Regions from separate parts of the Triticum aestivum genome. Here region 1 is linked to region 2. A link is a contact called in public Hi-C data. All regions are on one chromosome and are shown on one strand. Each heading gives the region's core, a stretch centred on a gene start, on an enhancer-like site or on the middle of the called end of the contact. The rest is flanking DNA. Distances are from core to core; before and after follow the strand shown.

Region 1 (5,361 bases), core at 2,815-5,314, 340 kb after region 2:
AGACCATTGTATTGAGGATCAAGAGAGAGAGATGAAGCCATCTAGCTACTAACTACGGACCTGAAGGTCTACAAAGAACTACTCACGCATCATCGGAGAGGCACCAATGAAAGCGGTGAACCCCTCCGTGATGGTGTCTAGATTGAATCTGGTGTTTCTGGACTCTACAGCGACTGGATGAATATTTCGTTGACTCCCCTAGGTTTTTGGGAATATTTGGGTATTTATAGAGAAAAGTGGCGGTCCGGGGGGCACTCGAGGTGGGCAGAACCCACCTGGGCGCGCCAGGGCCTCCTGGCGCGCTCTGGTGGGTTGTGCCCCCTCGAGGCACCCCCCAGGTGCAACCAGGGCCCATCTGCTTCCTTTTGACCCATAAAAAATCATCATAAATTTTCGTGTCATTTTGGACTCCGTTTGATATTGATTTCCCGCGATGTAAAAAACATGGAAAAACCTGAACTGGCAACTCGGCACTATGTCAATAGGTTAGTACCAAAAAATGATATAAAATGACTATAAAATGATTATAAAACATCCAAGATTGATAATAAAACAACATGGAACAATAAAAAATTATAGATACGTTGGAGACATATCATGGATCGGCCTCCGGAAGCTCGAGGAGGGAGAGGCGCCCCTCTTCGGCCCTTGCGCACTTGTTTGCCATGTTGAACATCTCCAGGGCTGAGCACAGGTCCTCGTGAATGGCGAGCTCCTCCTTCATCTTGACATCCCAGACGCCATCAGAGAATGCTGAGATAATGGCCTCGTCCGATGCCTTTGGGATCTTGAGGCGGACGTTCGTGAAACGCTGTATGTACTTGTGCAAGGTTTCGCCCGGCTGCTGCTTCACACGCCGCAGATCGCCCACCACGGGAGCGCGGTCTCGGGTGCCCTGAAAGTTGGCGATGAAGCGCTCACGGAGCTCCTCCCAGGAGGAGATCGACCCCTTCGGGAGGTTCAGGAGCCAAGAGCGCGCATCGTCCTTGAGGGCCATGGGGAACCAGTTCGCCATGACCTTGTCATCACCGTTTGCCGCTTTGATGCTCAGCGCGTAGAGCTGGAGGAATTCCGTGGGGTCGAGGTGCCGTCATAACGTGGAGGCAGGTCTGGCTTGAACTTGCTGGGCCAGACAACACGGCGCAGCTCCGGGGTGAAGGCGCGGCAGCCCGCTGCACTCACTGGTGCGGGCCGCATGGGTGGAGCTCGGTCTTGATGGCAGCGTGCCGCAACCTCCAGAGGCGCGCGGTCCTGGTGCTGGCGCTGGGAGCGCGCACGCATCGGCTTGCGGCCGCTGGACCACTTGGCAACTCGCTTCATCGAGCGCCAGCGCTCGCGCCGTGGGTCGCGTCGGGGCGCATCAGGCCTGGGCTCGGGGTCGGCGCCGCGCAGAGGAGGAGGAGGCGCACTGTGAGCCATGTCGCCCGCCTGGGACGACGGGGGAAGGAGCAAGCAGGACGGTGCAGGGGCCTCGCCGGCGGCGTTGACGAGCTCGGCGATGCGGCCAAACCAGTCGTCGTAGAGGGCGTTGGTGGGGAGATAATGCATGAGCTCGCGCGTCATGAGCAGCGCGGCCTGTGCATTTGCGGGCCTGTGGCGAGCGTGGGAGGATGATACCGTGGTCCGAGTGGGTGACGGAGTGGCGGTGCGACCGTCACGCCGCACTGAGGGTGGCAGCGACGAATCCTGGTGCTCGTGAGCAGTGGGGTCAGTGGTAGCGTTGGCCGTGGGGGAGGCAGAGCAGCGAGGAGAGTCGTTGCCCACGGGTGACGTTTGGGCAACTCGAGTTGCCCGGCGCTCGGCCCGGACACGATGTGTGTCGGCCATGGGAGCGACGGAATGGAGGCGAAGCGAAGGTGGAAGAAGGACTTCGACACGCCCCTACCTGGTGCATCAAATGCCAGATTCAGGGCTCCGCAGACCCCAAGAAAGGTCTGAACTCTAGGGCGTGTGTGAAGATCTCAACCTCTCAAGCCTCTAGCTCGTCGCCCTACAGCCTAGCCTCACCTGATACACGCTCGAACGGGGAAGAAAACAGACACGACAGTTTACCCAGGTTCGGGCCACCTTGTGGTGTAAAACCCTACTCCTGCTTTGTGGTGTATTGGCCTCATGAGGAGGTTTGGGGATAAACTAGTACAGTGGATGAGCTTCCTCGCGAGGGCCCAAGGGGAGTGAGAATGAGTCGACCCGTTCTACAGTGGTGGCTAACCTATATTTATAGTGGCCTTGGTCCTCTTCCCTGAAAACTTAGGCGGGAAGGGATTTCACGGTGGCCAATTTGAAAGGGGACAAGAGGTACACATCCCGACAAAAGATGGTCTTCTCCTGCAAAGCTTCTGGTCGTGACGCAGCAGTGGGCTCGGCGATGACATCCGTCCTGCCGAGCCCGTGGTCTTGGTCTCATTGCACCGGAATGCAAACCTTTGGGGGATTCCTTGGGAACCCGCATCTATCCTTACTCCCTTAGCATCGAAAGGGAAATTGTCTCCTCTGCACCCGCTGGCACCCGCCTGGCCTTGGTCGTCACGGCTCACGTCATCGCAGCCTCGTGAGGCTGGGCAGTTGCATAGGAATCTCCGCTCCTCGGGAGGCAGCCTTGGGAGGCCACTCCCTCTGGAGGTCTTGGCGTCATCCGGCTCGTGAGGCCAGGGGGCCCTCGCGAGGGTCTTGTCTTGGTAGTCTCACGGATGGGCCGTACCAGGCCGTCGAGGGAGCCACGCCGTGGGCCACAGGCAAGCAAGTCTGGGTACCCTGGTTCTCAGGACGCCGACAGCTTCTTCTCGGTCGTCGAAAACAATTCTACTTCCTTCCACCGACATGTGGGACATCCGATATATGGGTCCACGTGTCATGCATCAAATTAGAGTGTAGAACTTCAGGGGAGAGTCATTCCGGTCGTAGCGCTACAGTAATAATGAATAATGAGTCGTCAAATCACAAAACCTCATCTTTTTTGTAGTAAGTTGGACATACGAAGCAACCATCATTTCAGTATTTATTGAATCCGTTTTTTACTAAAAAAATAAAGAAAATGACCACTTGCGAAGATTTGATGCTTACAACAAACCATATACCACATGAACCTTTCAAATACGTGGATGATCCTAGAAAACAATATTCCTTTTGTTCCATAATATAAGAGCGTAGTGTCACAGAGGGAATAATATACATTCGCTTTATCGTAGTGGGCACATTCAGTGGTGGAGCCAAGAATTTCCTCCTTTGTATTTATTGGTTATCATTTGTGCAATGCAATAGCAACATGACAACAAACTAGGAATAGTATACCAACCGATTACAATTATTTGATATTTTATGGAATGCCTTGGCGTCGCCACTGGGCACGGTAGCTATGAGTCCCAGCTATTTGGGCCATTCGATGGCCTCCATCAACAGGCTATATTGATTCTTTGATTTTGAGATTCACAAGTTTAAGCTACTACTCTTTTCGTTTCATAATGTAAGACTTTTTTTAGCACTAGTATATAATGTAAAAAAACATTTTATATCATGGAACGGAGGGAGCAAGTATATATAGATATAATCATATAAAGATCCCAAAATTCCATCATTTTGTCCGTCTTATAAGAGTGTGTCTAGGGCACATCTAGATGTGCTCTACTTATTGCACATCTAAGTGAGTGAATCAAGCATAAAGAAAAAAGAAAAAAGAAAATATCCACACAAATCTCGATGTAAGATCAATAACATAGAATTTAGATGTGCAATACTTATGACACATCTAGATGTGCTTTAGCAACTGTTTTTATAAATAGCCACATACTCCCATCCGAAGATCCGCTCGTTCAAAAAATACTCCCGGACCTAGTACACCTAAACCACGTCACAGTCCCTAAAAAAACACGTCACGGACGCGTGGGACCCGTGTATTTGGTAGCCCACCTGTCATCGGAAGGTCAGCGTCTTGAGTAAGGAACCCTCAAAGTGGTACCGACTACCCATGTCCCTTCATTTTCGGCGGCCCCCACGCGTCCCGCAACCCACGAACCGACAATGTGGACCCACAGAAATCATGAGACCCACACGGCAGCGATACCGCCCACGACTTATCCGAAGAAATCTCCCTTCCTCGACTGAACCAGAACCCTACTGCCGCGGCGCTTCCCCGGCTGCCCAGCTCCTGGCCATCCCCCGGACTCTTCATCATCTCCCCTAAATCCCAACGCCGATCGATCTCCAAGATTTCCCCGAGCGATTCCATCTCCCCAATCAGAATTCTATTCGCCTGAATCGGAGCAGGACTGCCCCCGTCCCGTCGTCATGGGCGGCTGGAACCGCATCTCCAGTGTCGGTGGTCTGCTGAAGCCGCTCGCCGGCGTCCCTTTCCGCTCCATACCCGGCGCCGGCGCCGCCTACTTCATCGTCGGCTCCGCGCTCGGGGTCTTCGCGATGCTGCACGCCTCCGAGTCCGAGGTCGGCCGCGAGTGGGCCTCCGCCGCGCACTGGGCCGCCCTGTCCCGCTCCGTGGGCGCGCACCACGTGCTCGTCGTAATGTCCCTGCTCTTCCTGGGCGCCATGGTCTGGCGCCTCGGCAAGCGCTGCGACGCGGTGGAGGGGCTCGTGGGGAGCGCGGGCGCCACGGTGCAAGCGGTGCGCGTCAGAGGCGTCGTCTGCACCGTGTGTGGGAGTGGGACGAAGGCGCGGGCTCTCAACAAAGGCAGCTCGGCCCACACCGTGGAGCGCCCCCGCTCTGGCAGCTGCTCCGACAAGCCTGTTTCGAGGTCGCTGGCTTTTGAGCTGGAGCAGGAGGCCAACACGGAGGATGAGGACATCGAGAGCGAGGTGAACGGCGCGGAGGAGGGCAACGTGGAGCGGCTCAGGCGGCGGCTCGTGCGGGAGAGGAGGCTGAAGGAGGCGGCGCTAGAGGAGCTGGAGAAGGAGAGGCGCGCGGCGGCCTCTGCAGCTGATGAGGCCATGGCCAAGATCGCGTGCCTGCGGAACGAGAAGGCGCTGGTGGAGCGCGAGGCCAAGCAGTTCCGGGAGATGGTGCAGCAGAAGCAGATGTACGACCGGCAGGTAATCGAGTCTCTTCAGTGGATGATCAATAAGTTCGGCATGCAATCCGGGGAGCCAGAGTTTTCATCCGAGCAAGCCGTGTCAGAGACAAGCGAGGACGACCGAGACAAGCGGTTGTAGATCCTGCTTCCTGGTAGCTCAATGGAGCAGAAACGTTGGCCTGAAGCTGGGGAAGTTCTTGACAGTTCAGGTTCTTCATTTTGTATGGCATTCAGCAGCCATATAGGGCCTCCCAATGCCCAAATTTTGATAGCTGGTGCTGCTGTGAGATTACTCAAGCAGACAAAGCTCTGCAGAGATATATGTAATATCCACCTGTAA
Region 2 (5,527 bases), core at 1,041-3,540:
GGGCACCGGCACGGTGCAGTCCATGGCCAGCCGCAGCATCTCCACCATCTCCTCCTCCGCGCCCGGCTGCCTCAGCAGCTCCGTGTCGAACACCTCGGACGTCCACTCCTCGCGCACCACGGACCGCGCCCACCGCGGGAGGTCCACGCCCTCGTCGTGCAGCGCGGCGTTCGTCGGCGCCTTCCCCGTCAGCATCTCCAGCAGCAGCACCCCGAAGCTGTACACGTCCGCCTTCTGCGACAGCCGCCGCGGGTCGGCGACCACCTCGGGGGCGCGGTACCCCGCCACGCGCATCGACGGCGCGCCGGCCGGGCCGACGAGGCTCGCCAGGCCGTGGTCCGCCACGCGCGCGTCCACCGACCGCCCGAGGAGTATGTTGGACGACTTGATGTTGCCGTGCGCCACCTTGGAGCCCGTCGCGTGGATGTACTCCAGGCCGCGCGCCGAGGCCAGCGCGATCCGCCTCCTCGACTCCCAGCTCAGCGGCGATCGCCCGGCGCCACGGTTGCCTGAGATTCTCACAAATTCAGAAATTTTGTTCCGATTCGGAGCAGAGTTTGGAGCAAGAAAACAGAGAGAATCTGACGAGAACACGTACCGTGAAGCATCGAGGAGAGGCTGCCCGTGGCGACGAACTCGTACACCATGAGCCGCTCGTCCTTGCTGAAGTAGTAGGCCTGCAGTGGCACGACGTTAGGATGGTCCAACCCACCGATAGCCGCGATCTTGTCCCGGAACTCGCGCTCCGGCAGCGACGTCTCCTTGAGACGCTTCACTGCCACCGCCGGCGCCGTCTCCAGCGCGGCCTTGTACGTGGTACCGTACGTGCCCTTGCCAAGAACCTCGGCGGACGCGCGGAGCAGGTCCTCCAGATCGTACGGCCTCGGCACCCTCCCGAAGAAGAAAAGCTTCTTCCGCCCCACGGAGACGGGGGCGACCGGAGGCGGCATTAATGCGGGCGGTGGCGGCCGCGCGTCGGAGACCCGTGGAGTGTAGCTATTCGGGCTCATCGCCTCCTTGCTGTGCAGGGCCAGCTCCGCCGCGACGGCGTCCTGGCTGCGGTAGGTTCTTCTTGGCTTCCGGCGCAGGGCGCCACAGGCAAGGACCAGAACGGCGGCGATAAGCAGGAAGCCCAAAGCGCAGCCGATCACAATGCCCGCGATGGCACCGCCCGCGAGGTGTCGCCGGCCCCGCCCGTGGCCGTTTCCCGCGGCCGCGGCTTCGGGGGCAACCGTGGGAGGCTGGGACGGTGGTTGGGTAGATGGTGTTCGACACGGCGGGAGGGGCTTGCCACACAGTGTCGTGCCGAGGAAAGACGTGGCGGGCATGCCGCCGAAGCCTTTGGGAACCTCGCCGGTGAGGTCGTTGAAGGAGACGTTAAAAGACAAGAGGGATGGCATGTCGACGTTGGGCAGCTCTTTGGTGAAGAGGTTGCCCTCCAAGAAGAGCAGCTGCAGCTTCCCGCTCTTGGCAATGGCGGGCGGTATTCTCCCGGAGAGCCGGTTCTCAGCGAGGTTTAGCTGCGTCAACGCCGGGAGGGAGAGAATCGCGGCCGGGAGCTCACCGGAGAAGTGGTTGGACTGCAGGTTGATGACCCGCAGCTTGACGCAGGAGGCCAGGTCGGCCGGCAGCGGGCCGGAGAGCGCGTTGAAGCGCAGCGAGAGCACGGTGAGCCTGGTGAGGCCGCCGAGCGCGCCGACGGGGACGGAGCCGCGGAGGCCGTCCCCGGGCAGGTGGAGCCCCGTGACGCGGCCGCCGGAGCAGACGACGCCGGTCCAGGAGCACGTCTGCCGGGACGCGTTCCAGGACACGGACGCCGACCCGAATGGCGCGATGAAGGCCTGCAGCGCCGCGGTGTCGGACGCTAGGTCGTCGGCGGCGCGCGCCGCGCCCAAGGCCACGGCGAGCAGCATCACCAGCGCGGCGGCTACCGGCGGAGGCATGGCTGCGGTGGTCCCTTCGCTTGGCCGATCACACCATGTGAGGGGGGTGGAAGAGGAGAGGTGGGGAGGGACGAAACAAGAAAGTGGAATATCGGAAAGAAGCTTCACAAATGGCTCTCGTTTGGCGACAAGGGGAAGAGGACTTGAGGAGGGCGGGCGGACTCACTTCCACAAATCCGCAACCACATTCTCGGTCTGGACGTGCTCTCGACCGTCCGATGAAACGTCGGACGGCCGAGATCGCACGCCTGCCCGCTGTCGCCGATCCTACTCCTGGTCCAGTTGACGCTGACGGCACGAGACGATGATCTGGAGCACAACTCAACTCAACAGTGCGTGAAATGATCGGCGAAACAGTTGCTCGTTTGAATTTTGGTCAGTTGTTGCTAGCTGCTGCTCTTGAGATCCTCTGCTTTGTAGGCCAATGTGATCGAACATGAACACGAATCGCTGGCCATTTTCCTGCTGTCAGCAGGCATATCCCCGGTGCAGTTCGCTTCGTGGACTGGTTCACTGGATGATGCGCGGAGCTGTGGACGTGGACGGCGTCGTGCAGCCGTGCGCGACGAAGTAAACCGGTCCCTGAAGGCCGGAACCGTAACTGTCGAGAGGTTTATGAGCGTTGTGTGGTGGCCTGTAAATGTCATGATGGCGTCAGGTGTGGGAAAAATTTGAGCGTGTGTGATGATCGTCTGTCAGTTACCGTCCGTTGAGCGAGTAACTTCTCGGCAATGCTGAGCTAGGAACGTGTATTTCCTTGGTAAGTGCAGATTTGAATTGGCCAAACGGCCAAAACAACTAGGAATAGCCGAGAGCGAATGGTGGTCAGAGTCAGTCACATCGCGTTCTTCGTTTGTCGACATATTTTGCAACGATGGGGTACATAATTTAAGAGCAAAGTATTTTCTCCATGGTGAATGCAAACTTAAAAAAGGGCTCCTCTTTTAATTGGCAAAGTGTTATGGCGGGAGTCAATTCGTTAAAGCATGGTTATATCCCGTGAGTGGACAAGGGACAAAATATTTATATTTGAAAAGATGAATGGATCCCAAATTACGAGAATAGAAACATTATATTACTCCAAGAGGGAGACACCTCTGTCAAGGTTCTCTGATCTTATTGATCCAGTCACTAATTAATAGGATGAAGACCTGGTGAGACAAATGTTATGGCCAATTAATGCTCAGCGTGTCCTCGATATTTCTCTTTCTCTTCATGATATGTCAGATTTTATAGCATGGAGCTACACAAAAAATAGAATGTTCACTGCTCGGTCGGCTTATTTTGTGGAATGGGACTACCAATACGGGAGTAAACTTCGACATACTAATGGTACGAGACAAATTGATGTTAATCCTGTTTGATCTACATTTGGAAATTATCTTGTTCGGCAAAAGTTAAAATCTTTATTTGGTGCACGCTGTATGGCACTCTCCCCTGTCGTTTTACACTTGTCATTTGTCAATTGACATATGAAAGTGTCACCACAATGCCTATCTTCTTCTCATGGGCCAGAAGATACAAAGCAACTATTATTTCAGTGCCAGAAAGCTAAGGACGTATGGAATAGGTATGGATGAAGTGATCAAAAGAGACTATGAAAGATCGTGCATGTGAGGTTGTCATTGAGTTCTTGCTTCTGCTGCCAGACCAAGATTTCTCCATTCTGGGTCTTCAGAATGCTCGAGAATTGATAGTCATTACAACTTGGTTCTTGTGGTAGGAAGTGTGTAAACCGGTTCATGACGAAACAACTTAAGATGTGTATTAAATTTCTATGGGGATTCATGCTCTAACAACAAATTACGTTAATGCCTCTTCCCCCAATGCTACGAGTAAAAGAGGGGAATGGATTCGGCCTCCTAAGGATTTTGCAAAACTTAATATCGATGCATCTTTTGATCAAGACATGCTTAGGGGCATGGCGGCGTCATCAGAGATGATAAAAGGAAATTTTATTGTTGGCGGAAATTTGAGAATCGAGTGGTGTGCAGATGTCATGACGGCTGAAGTTCTGGTGCTAAGATTCGGCCTAACCCTTGCGCAAAAGGCGGGCTGCAATCGTCTCATTATTAATTCTGATTGTGGAGATCATTGATACCATGAAGAATGAAGGACATTCTGCGGGAGCGGCGACGGTAGTTTTTGATGATTGTTATTTTTTTGCTTATGATTTTTTTCTTACTAGTTTCGAACATTGTAGTAGGGGAGCGAACAAAGTTGCTCATGAGTTTGTTAGGTTAGCTAGATTTTCTTCAACTAACGATTGGTTTGAGGAGCCTATGAGCAAAATTGTACATATCCTACGATGTAACTATTAGTATTTCAAACAAATAAAGTTTAACTTTCAAACAATAAATGCGATGCAAATTTTAAGTTCACTTCCGTTGCTTCTTCTCATTATATACTTGAGTAACTAACGACACATTTGGTTCACCTCACGTAATGTATTCAGCTTTGTAATTAGACTGCACTATATTGGCCGGTGTATTGAGTGACCATGTGATTTGTTTGGTTCAACAAGGGGATACTTTCTCAATACAATGCAGCATCATGGTTCTTGCTGAAGGTAGCAGAGGCTGAGGTGGCTTGCGTCGAAGAAAACAGGGGACGAGGGGATGGAGCTTGAAGAGGAGAGAGATAGATCCAGCGTTGCTTCTTGCCGCGGGGGAGGGAGAGGCCCAGCGTTCCTACTCCGGTGGCGAGGGATGGTCGTGCGGTGAAGGAGAGGGCTCATGGTGGAGATGAAGCGAGGCATAGACGAGCGGAGAAAGGGAAATGGGATCGAGTGTTTTCATATCTACTCGACGCGTGCGGTTTTGGGCTTTACACCGTGATGGAAACCGGCCCAACCAAACCAGATGGCTGTAACGTTTTTGCTAAACACTGTAATCGGAAGATGGTGGAAAAGTTACAAACCAAATGCTTCGTGATGCTTGTAGAAGTGCATGTTTCAGCCAATGCAATCCAAAAACCGATCTAAGAACATCTACATCCGAACTTGGCAAATCCGGTCGCTCAAACGCCCGCGGACGCGTCCGGGTACACCCACAGGCGCATCCGTACGAGCACTCATATTTCCTTCCATGCATCCACATATCTCAAATCCGGACTCTCAAATCCATGCAAATACATGCACGTCGATCATGCAAACACAATGTCGCACGTAAATAGCAATTGTTGGTATCAAGCATACATAGCGTTTATAGAAAACAATGTCGAAACCACGGATCATCCGGGAAAGTAGATGCACCCTGTCCCGATTGGTCACTCTTCTCCCTTTGATTGAGCCCTTGAAGTTGAGAATATGCTCCACTTGCCGGTCCATTTTCTCTTGCATGCTCATGAGCATAATCATGTCCACTTCTTCGTCCTAATCCGACGAATCGAAGAATTCATCTTGAATCATTTGGTCAAGCTCCATCATTTACCTAACAAAATTATAATAATTCCGGTCGGTCAATGTGTCAAACACATCAAGCGCAAGGCGGAGCCGGAGAGTTGCCGGACGTACCACGGTGGCGTCCGGGCCGGCGACAACGTCCCCCGCGGCGAGGATGGGAGCACTCTTCCGGAGCTGGCGG

Evidence for each region. A called contact is a pair of places that touch in the nucleus more often than the background predicts.
Region 1: a Hi-C map of leaf shows a contact between it and region 2, with 5 times the contacts expected there. The contact joins the promoter of LOC123189452 here to the promoter of LOC123189450 in region 2. A contact is called at or near these places in 2 of 5 Hi-C or Micro-C datasets (both in leaf).

The regions. Positions count from the first base shown.
Region 1 is chr2A:565,628,531-565,633,891 of IWGSC CS RefSeq v2.1, forward strand. It overlaps LOC123189452 (protein FLOURY 1), which reads left to right and starts at 4,065. Exons shown (of 1, transcript XM_044601870.1): 1 at 4,065-5,361. The coding sequence starts at 4,285. The coding sequence ends at 5,160.
Region 2 is chr2A:565,294,783-565,300,309 of IWGSC CS RefSeq v2.1, forward strand. It overlaps LOC123189450 (probable inactive receptor kinase RLK902), which reads right to left and starts at 2,291. Exons shown (of 2, transcript XM_044601869.1): 1 at 599-2,291; 2 at 1-509. The coding sequence starts at 1,943.